Linked DNA regions of Mus musculus: region 2 is linked to region 1. A link is a contact called in public HiChIP or PLAC-seq data. All regions are on one chromosome and are shown on one strand. Each heading gives the region's core, a stretch centred on a gene start, on an enhancer-like site or on the middle of the called end of the contact. The rest is flanking DNA. Distances are from core to core; before and after follow the strand shown. Region 1 overlaps Brd1 (bromodomain containing 1). Region 2 has its middle 6.4 kb from the start of Gm23144.

Region 1 (4,450 bases), core at 741-3,240:
GTGCTCTGTAGATGGGCAGGGCTCAGAGGCCTCACAGTTGAGATTCCAGGAAACTGGCTTTGTCATTGCTAAATAAATTTCTGTGCCAGACTTTTTGCCAAAAAGGAAAGTAATAATGAAAAGTACAAATTTATTTCTTACTCAGTGATTGCAGTAGAAAGCATGACCTGTGGCAGGGTGAGCTCTGGGTACTCTGCCGCTGTCTTGAGCCTGCAGTAAGGAAGATACTTGTCTTAGTTAGGGTTTTTCTGTTGTGAGCAGACATCATGACCAAGGCAAGTCTTACAAGGACAACATTTAGTTGGGGCTGGCTTACAGGTTCTGAAGTTCAGTCCATTATCATCAAGGTGAAAACATGGCAGCATCCAGACAGGCATGGTGCAGGAGGAGCTGAGAGTTCTACATCTTCATCTGAAGGCTGCTAGCAGAATATTGGCTCCCAAGCAGCTAGGAGCCCACACCCACAAGGCCATACCTCCCAAAAGTGCCACTCCCTGAGCTGAACATATAATATACAACCATTACATTCCACCCCCTGGCCCTCATAGGCTTGTCCAAACATAAGCCTATGGGAGCCATACCTACACATAGCATAATGCAAAATACATTTAGTCCGACTTCAAAAGCCCCCATAGTCTATGGCAGTCTCAACAATAATCGTCCAATAACTTAACTGTAATCCCCAAAGCAAGACAGGAAGCCAGCTGGGCTCTGCATCTCCATGTCTGATGTCTTCAGATCTTCTATTCCTTTTTCATCTTTGTTGACTGCAACAAACTTCTTTCTCCTGGGCTGGTTCTACTCCCTGGTAGCATAGCAGCTTTCCTTAGCAGATAGTCCAACTACCACTCTGGTATCTCCAAGGCAGCTTCTTGTTTTAATGTCTGGGCCTCCTCTCCAAGGTGACGTCACTTCCCCAGCTCTGCCCTCGGTAGCTCTAAGCTCAGGTTGATCCCTCCACTGCCGCTGCTGCTCTTGGTGGCCATCATCTCCAATACACTGGGGGCTTCCGCTGCAACTAGAGCCTCTCTAGGCTCTCTTCATGGTGCCAAGCCTCAACTCCTTTGCATGGCCCCTTCAGTCCTGGGCCATCATCTGCAACCGAGGCTGCACTTTGATCAGTGATCTTCCGCCTCAGCTGCTCTTCATGGCCCCTTCATGCCTCAAGGCCAGTGCCACCTGGGGGACCATTGCAGTCACCCAGCATAGCTGCAGCATGAGGTGCAACCTTGGCTGTCTCTGGAACACAGCTTCTTGGTGCTCAGAAAACACTTCCAGTGATGCTGGTTGTCGTCATGATTTATTTATTATATGAGTACACAGTTCTCTTCAGACACACCAGAAAGAGGGTATTGGGCCCCTGTTACAGATGGTCGTGAGCCACCATGTGGTTGCTGGGAATTGAACTCAGGACCTCTGGAAGAGCAGTCAGTGCTCTTAACCACAGAGCCATCTCTCCAGCCCTGCCGGTCTCTTAATCACTGCTAATGCCTTAGCTCCCGCTAACCAGCATCAGCTGTCCCAGGAGTCTTTCTCCTCGTGATTATAAAGCCAGAGACACATGGCCGAAGCTGCTTGCTGGAGCTGGAACATGGCCCCTAGTTCTATTGCGTCATCACTAGCTTCCAGCTTTCGCGCTCCTTCAAGGCCTAAGTTTGTCACGTGGGGATCTTGCTCAGAACTCTGAGATATGCAAGCCTGACTCCTGGGATTAGAGGTGTGTACCAGCACGCCCGGAATTAAGCTTTTCTTCACCTACAACTTGATCTGTCCTTGAAAGTAGAGATCTGCCTGCCTTTGCCTCCAGGAATTAAAAAGCTTGTTCTGCCCAGTATAGACCAAAACTTAACTGGGTGGGATCTTGCCCCAAGGTCACTAGTCCCTTAATTCAAACTAATGTCCTTGAACACATTCAGCTCCATTCACTTCCAGTATTCCTTTCTAACCTTGCAATGCTTATTCACATGCTCTTCCTGAGAACAAAGTCTACGATGGGCCTTTCTAAGGCTTCCTTTGTCATTGTAATTAACCTGAGCCTCCTTAGCCTCAGGCAGACTCTTCAGCCAAGGGCAAAAATAGCTACTTCTTCACCAAACTACAAAAACAAGGCTCTAGACCACATAACTGAAATTCCTCACTGAAACCTCTTGTGCTGGGTCTACACAGTTCCGATTACTCACAGCAACAAAGTGTTCCATAGTCCAGCTAGGATAGACCATGAAGCCCCACTTGAAACATTCTGTGGCCTTCCAAATCCCAAGTTCCCCAACCTACATTCTTATAAGCAAAAACACGGTCAGGCCTATTACCGCAATATCTCAGTCCCTGGTGCCACCTGTCTTAGAGTTTTTCTGCTGTGAGCAGACACCATGACCAAGGCAAGTCTTCTAAGGACAACATTTAATTGGGGCTGGCTTACAGGTTCCGAAGTTCAGTCCATTATCAAGGTGGAAACATGGCAGCATCCAGACAGGCATGGTACAGGAGGAGCTAAGAGTTCTACGTCTTCTGAAGGCTGCTAGCAGAGTACTGACTCCCAGGCAGCTAGGAGCCCACCCATGAGGCCACACCTACTCCAACAGGGCTACACCTCCTAGCATTGCCGCTCCCTAAGCAGAGCATATACAAACCGCAATACTGGCCCTGTTGAAAGAGAAGCCAACCAGCAGAGCCTGCAGGTCTAGCACTCAGGTTGAGGAGGGAGGATTACAAGTTTGAGGCCAGCCTGGACTCAGCAAGCACAAAACAGAAGAAAGGAGGCTTGAGAAGTTGAGTGGTGGTTTTTGTTGCGGTGACTGTAAGCCAGTTGGACAGTGTTTGTCGTGTCCCACTGCTAAGTTAGTGCTGTTTAGACAGGGCGCTAATGAGTCTCCTAGGCCAGCTACCAGGTCTGGGCAGGGCTCATTTATGGTAGGTGTCTCTGTTGGCCCTGCTGTTCCTTTGGTTTTATCTTCGCATAGATTAAATAATTTTTTGGCTATTTCACTAATTTAAGTCCTGCAGTCAATGTTCCTAGAGTCTGGGGAGACCTGCGGACTCTGCAGCCTAGTTTCCTTTTGGTCATGATGTATGTGCAAGAACTTGAGCTAGGATGATGTTCACAATGTATAAACAGTCCATGTGAACATATTTACACACACGCAGCGTCTGTCAGTAGTCCATCTTGCGTCTATGTTGGTGCACTCAGACATGTCTGGTGGTCTTTGTGCCTCTCACTTTTTACAGAGCAGGACTGAGTTGGGTCTTAGTCCAGGAAAAGCCATGTGTGTTACCCACATCTCCTCTGCTACGGCCACACTAGTCCTTTGTGTACTACTGACTGAAGGAGTGTCTTGTCTCTTTTTTTCCCTCTTTGTGACAACAGCCTTGTCATAGGTTCAGAATCAGGGTAGAGAGGAGTATGTATGGCACCAAATGGTGAAATTGGAACACTTGGGAGGCAGGGGCAGGCAGATCTCTGAGTTCAAGGTCAGCCTGTTACAGAATGAGTTGCAGGACAGCCTGGGTTACCCAGAGAAACACTGTCTCAAAAACAAACAAATAAAACAAAACAAACCCAAGAAGCTAAATAAACAAACAAAGATTAAATGAATTTGAAGCCTGCGCTTTGGCCGTGGGCAGGCCCAGGCACATAGTTAAGACAGATGTGTTGTTATCAGAGGCGGCCATGAATCCGAATCCTGTGGCTAATGATACGTGTTTTTGGTTCAGTGGACAGGTTGCTGGACCCAGCCAACAGGGCCCACATGAGCTTGGAGGAGCAGCTGAGAGAACTTCTGGACAAGTTGGACCTGACCTGCTCCATGAAGTCCAGCGGCTCACGGAGTAAACGGGCAAAGCTGCTTAAAAAAGAGATTGCTCTTCTCCGAAACAAGCTGAGCCAGCAGCACAGCCAGGCTCCGCCCACAGGGGCAGGCACGGGAGGCTTTGAAGATGAGGCTGCTCCACTGGCCCCGGACACAGCGGAGGAAGGTAAGCATGGGGTAGGAGGGCCATACCTCACGGGCTCGGGGCTCTCTTGACAGGCTTAAATGATGCTCTGTAGTAATGATGAGCTTGTACATTTTGAAGGTCACGGAACTCTTGGTTACTGGATATTCCTGCTAGGCTTTTTTTGATGCTCTTTGAAAGGATGTTTTGGTGTGTTCTGTCTGCTGTATTTTGGCACTTAGTTTACAAGCTTAAAGGAACAGAATGAGATTTTCTTTTAACTCGAGCTTGAAAGACTTAGAAGGAATAGTTTAGATCCAATACAGTGTTGAAGGTGGCTTCTATGGTGGGAATGGCAATAACTTAGTTGTATTTTGTTAATTGAGGCAGAGTATTATGTGAGTAGACACCCTAGAATTGTTTTTACCTTGTCTACGTAGGTCAGAGGACAGCTAGTTGGAGTTGGTTTTCCTGGCATCTTAGCACGCTTGGGGATCAAGCGCAGGTGGTTAGGCCTTGT
Region 2 (4,316 bases), core at 949-3,448, 120 kb before region 1:
AGGAGAGGAAATGTCCCAAAACTGTCTGAAAAGGGGATAGAGGTGCCATCTTTGCCACCGCAGGACTCTTCAGCTCCAGGCTTGCATAGCCCTTGCAGGTCTGTGTACTTTAACCACCTTGCCTAACAGAGGATCCATACACTTCTGTTTATGACAAGTCATGGTTGAATGCTTCTGCCTAGGGCGGTAGGAACTCTTGTCTTCAGGGAAGTCTCATGGCTTGAACGTGACTAAGAGTGGTGAGGCTCTGTGGGGCCAGCGTGCTGGAGTAAGTGACCTCCAAAGCAGGCCTCTCAGCTACAGCCTGTGCCCTCCCCTGGATGACACACACCTTAGGGAGGACGGTAGGTGGTCAAGTGGTGAGTGGTGGGTTGTACACTCAGGGAATCTTTAGCTGTATACTAGGGACACAAATCAGTAGTTTTGAATAGGGAGAGCCCCCAGTGAGCCACACATAAGTGGCCTGGCTTCCATATCCTGGAGTCTGACTCCAGACTGAATGGCTGGGTAGGAAATATGGGGTTCCTGGCTGACTGCCTAAGGTGGATCTGTCTCAGAAACTCGGGGTGCAGGGCCAGGCTGTTCACCCACAATGAAAGATGATGCCTGCTGAGTGAGAAATGAAACAGCTGACCACCAACTCTTCTGAGACCATGTTCTTCTAGGTCCGACTGACTGACCACTAGCCCAGTTCATGCTCTGTCATCAGGTCAGCAAACCCAGGGACAGTCACTATGTAGTGCTTCTGGAATGGCAGTATAGCTAACTCTTCACCAATAAATTCATTGCTTTGGCAGACTGGGCTTGGCTGGAATTGGTTTCTGCCACAGCTGACCTTTTCGAGGTAATGAGATGTTTATTTGCATGTCCCCAGAAGTCAGCAACAGGCACGTCCCATTGATGACATTTTGGACAGCCAGGTAGACAGAATGACTTAGTCAGGTGTTGGCAACCCTGTCAGTCTCTGAGCACATGAATGGAGGGCTGTGATGGTTTAGACAGAAGCTATGCATTCCCTGGACAGCAAGGCTGCCCCGATGACCAGTGAATACACTCAGGACAGTGCCCCCAAGAGACTGGCTGCTGCTCTGCCACAGTGGAAGGTTGATTCTCACGAAGCTGCCCACGTACCCAGTGTGGCTCTCCTCTCTGCAGAGATCCTTGGCTGAGATTCAGGCTGCCAGCCAGATGCTCCTGTCAGCATTTTTCCTCTGAGGTGGCTGCCTGGAGCTAGCCACTGTGTGATGGTGTGGTGTGGTGTGGTGTGGTGTGGTGTGGTGTGGTGTGGTGTGTGTGTGTGTACATGTGTGCATGCATACACGCTGTAGTACCATACATACCATACACCCCAGAGTGTAGAGAAACACCCCTGGACCCAGTCACTCTGGATAGTCACATTGTCCCTCAGATGTGACATTCCATGTCCAGACATTGTACCCCACCATAGGGGCCAGAGTGGCTACTGATAACCACTGCCTAAAAGGAGGGCTTATCATCCAGCCTTCCAGAAGGCCACACTGAGCTATACTTTCCACCAGAGTCAGTTTTGGAAAGAACTACTAGCTGATTCAATAACTTTCCATTATGCCTGTTGAAGGCCAGAGAAGGCTGTACCTGGCAAGGCTCCCGACCTGGGTTTATGCTGAGACCCAAAGACCCTGCTGAATCTAGAAATCTATGGTGAGATCCTCAAACGTACATGTGTGTGTGCGTGTGCGTGTGCGTGTGCGTGTGTGTGTGTGTGTGTGTGTGTGTGCGCGTGTGCGTGTTCCTTAACAGCATGCAAAGAGGGGGTTGGGCCAGAAAGCCAGCATAGGCCCCAGGTTGATGCCCTGGAGACTGTTCGACAGGTAAGGCCCACAAAGAAGGGTGGGCATGACAGGTGTTCTGAAGGAGGACTCGATATGGGCAGCAGTACCCAGATTAGGTGAGGGGGACACAAGACTTCAGGCCACAGGTCAAATGTGAAGCCAAGATTTTCTTCCTATCTTTTGAAGGACCGGTCTGAATATTCTCTCACAAACACGGGTGGGAGGGAAGCACACAGGCTCCAGGTTGCAGCTCTGGGGTGGCGGAGGGGGGGTGACGAGGAGGGGGGGGAGGGGGGAGGGATGTCCCTGTAGTGAAGAACTGGTCCCACCCAGACACAGCAGAGTGTTAGAGTTGGCTTGGCCAGTACTGATCAACAGTGCCACCTGCTGGCCATGTACCCAGACAGGACTGGTGCGTAAGGAAGAGGTGACTCTGGCCTTCCACACAGTCTGCGGGGGGCCAAGGCACAGAAGGAACCTAGGGTCCCCTGCCCCAACCCAGAAGGCTGAGTGCAGGCAGAGGGGTGCCTACATTCAAACCCCACGGTCTATGTTCCTGATCTTCAGCTTGGGAACTCCAGGCCACTGTGGTCAGGGGACCCGGTCTGTTGAATTTGCCTACCAGATGAGGTCCTACTTGAGTCTGTCCACGTTCCCCAATGGACCCTGTCTGCTGCATATATCCCCAGGTTCCTCCCCCAAGAAACATTTATTTACTTAAGGAGGGAAAAGTAGCCGTCATCTCAGGTTGGGAAGAGATACCAGGTCATCGGGGACTCTGGGTTACAAGAGCATGTCCCAGCAGCAGAAATACCTGGTCCAAGGCCACAGCACAAACAGTGCCCCACAGTGGCCAGCGCCCAAACAGCAGCCACCCACACCCTGGTCCTTGATTCCTGCAGCACCATTCATGAGAAGGCTGCCCAGGCAACCCCACCTTTCACTAGGATGTGTACCTCATCAGTGGCCTTGTGGAGACAGTGCCACCAGGGGTCACTAAGCTGTCAGGATGGATGGCTGGATGGCTGTGGCGTCTGCCTTCAGTCACCTGAGAGCTGCCTGTGGTAGGAACACTGGGGAAGCAGCAGGGATCCTGGCCTGCACACACAGGTCTGCTGTCGGCTTGTCAACCCTGGTCAGTGTCCTGACATGAACTCCCCATCCCAGTAGGGTAAGAGCGACATCTAGCTGACAGAGCCACACAGGTGGAACTGAACAGAAGCCAAACTGAGGCAGGCCAGATTCTCCATGTTAGGTTCCAGGCAGGAGCTGACCAGAGGGCCCAGTTGGCATGGTGTCAGTTGTCAGTTGTGTCTGTGAGGTACAGGGGAAAGGGCATAACATCTGTCCACTGCCTTCGCCTGTGCACGCAGGTCGCAGCTTAGGGCATCACAGCAGGAAGAGTGGCAAGGCCAGACCATGGGGACCCCCCCCCCAAGGACCATGAAGATCCAGATCCCTGGAGAGCTGCAGCAGAGGGGCACTGTGTGCTGGCAAGGCCAGGGATCCTCCAGGGGACACTCAACCTGTGTCCTGATTTTTTCTAATGTTTCTTCATGCCCAGATGAACTGTCTGTCCAGCTTAGCTCCTGAACTTGGTGGCTTCATCTTTGAACGCTGCGGCCAACACTGCCACTGCAGGCTCAGAGGCGGAGTGCCAGAGTCACCTTCTTGTTACTGAGATAATCGACTTCAGCAGAGGAAAAGGCTATGTTGGCTGAGTTTAGGGGTTCCAGCGCTCCTTCACCTGGCCACATTGCTTTGGGATGTGGTGTGCGGCACAGAATGGGTGTTTGTGGTAGGCAAGATTCCCTCATGGTCAAGAAAGGAAGTGAACCAGGATCCCAATACCCCCAAACCCCTTGGAATTCATGCCCACCTCCCACTGGGCCCCAACTCCTGGTTATCCCATACTTAGCAGAGACCAGGCTTCTAGAAAATATGTTCAGCAGCCCCTGAAGCTACATGTCACAATGTGTTTACCCAAGGCAGACCACAGTGTAGGCCAGAATATCTCACACACACACACACCACTGTCCTCTACTACACTGGACACCTGCTCAGGGTCAACTTGCCATGCACCCACCAAGGCCAGTAGATTCTGAGTCCTCGTGGGGTCCCATCTATCCCTGAGTCCTCATGGGAAAACATGGGTCCATCTATCTTCCTGAGTCCCCATGGGAAGACATGAATCCATCTCTCTCCCTCTTGAGTCCTCATGGGAAAACATGAGTCCATCTATCTCCCCCCGCCCCCCGCCCCCGAGTCCTCATGGGAAGATGTGTGTACATCTATCTCCCTCTGAGTCCTCATGGAAGACATGTGTCCATCTATCTCCCTCTAAGCCCTCATGGAAGACATGGGTCCATCTATCTCCCTTTGAGTCCGAATGGGAAGATGTGTGTCCGTCTATCTCCCTCTGAGTCTGCATGGGAAAACATGCGTCCATCTATCTCCCTCTGAGTCCTCATGGGAAGCCCTGGGTCCAACTATCTCCCTGATCCT

The links. HiChIP or PLAC-seq counts read pairs in DNA pulled down with a chosen protein or histone mark.
Region 2: an H3K27ac HiChIP or PLAC-seq map of embryonic stem cells shows a contact between it and region 1, with 6 read pairs. The contact joins two enhancer-like sites. A contact is called at or near these places in 1 of 39 promoter capture datasets (cranial neural crest), 3 of 115 datasets of contacts at active chromatin or transcription factors (all in embryonic stem cells) and 3 of 9 other capture datasets (adipose tissue, liver and pancreatic islet).

What each region holds. Positions count from the first base shown.
Region 1 is chr15:88,706,556-88,711,005 of GRCm38.p6, reverse strand. Brd1 (bromodomain containing 1) reads left to right here. Exons shown (of 13, transcript NM_001033274.3): 7 at 3,712-3,972. Among named protein-coding and RNA genes, the nearest start is that of Gm41377, 25 kb to the left of the region's middle. Within about 2 kb of position 1,990, at least 40 of the 459 cell types and tissues checked have an H3K27ac peak or open chromatin away from gene starts, as enhancers often do. A contact at or near this core is called in embryonic stem cells, where this site is marked.
Region 2 is chr15:88,826,788-88,831,103 of GRCm38.p6, reverse strand. No RefSeq gene overlaps it. Among named protein-coding and RNA genes, the nearest start is that of Gm23144, 6.4 kb to the left of the region's middle. Within about 2 kb of position 2,198, at least 67 of the 459 cell types and tissues checked have an H3K27ac peak or open chromatin away from gene starts, as enhancers often do. A contact at or near this core is called in embryonic stem cells, where this site is marked.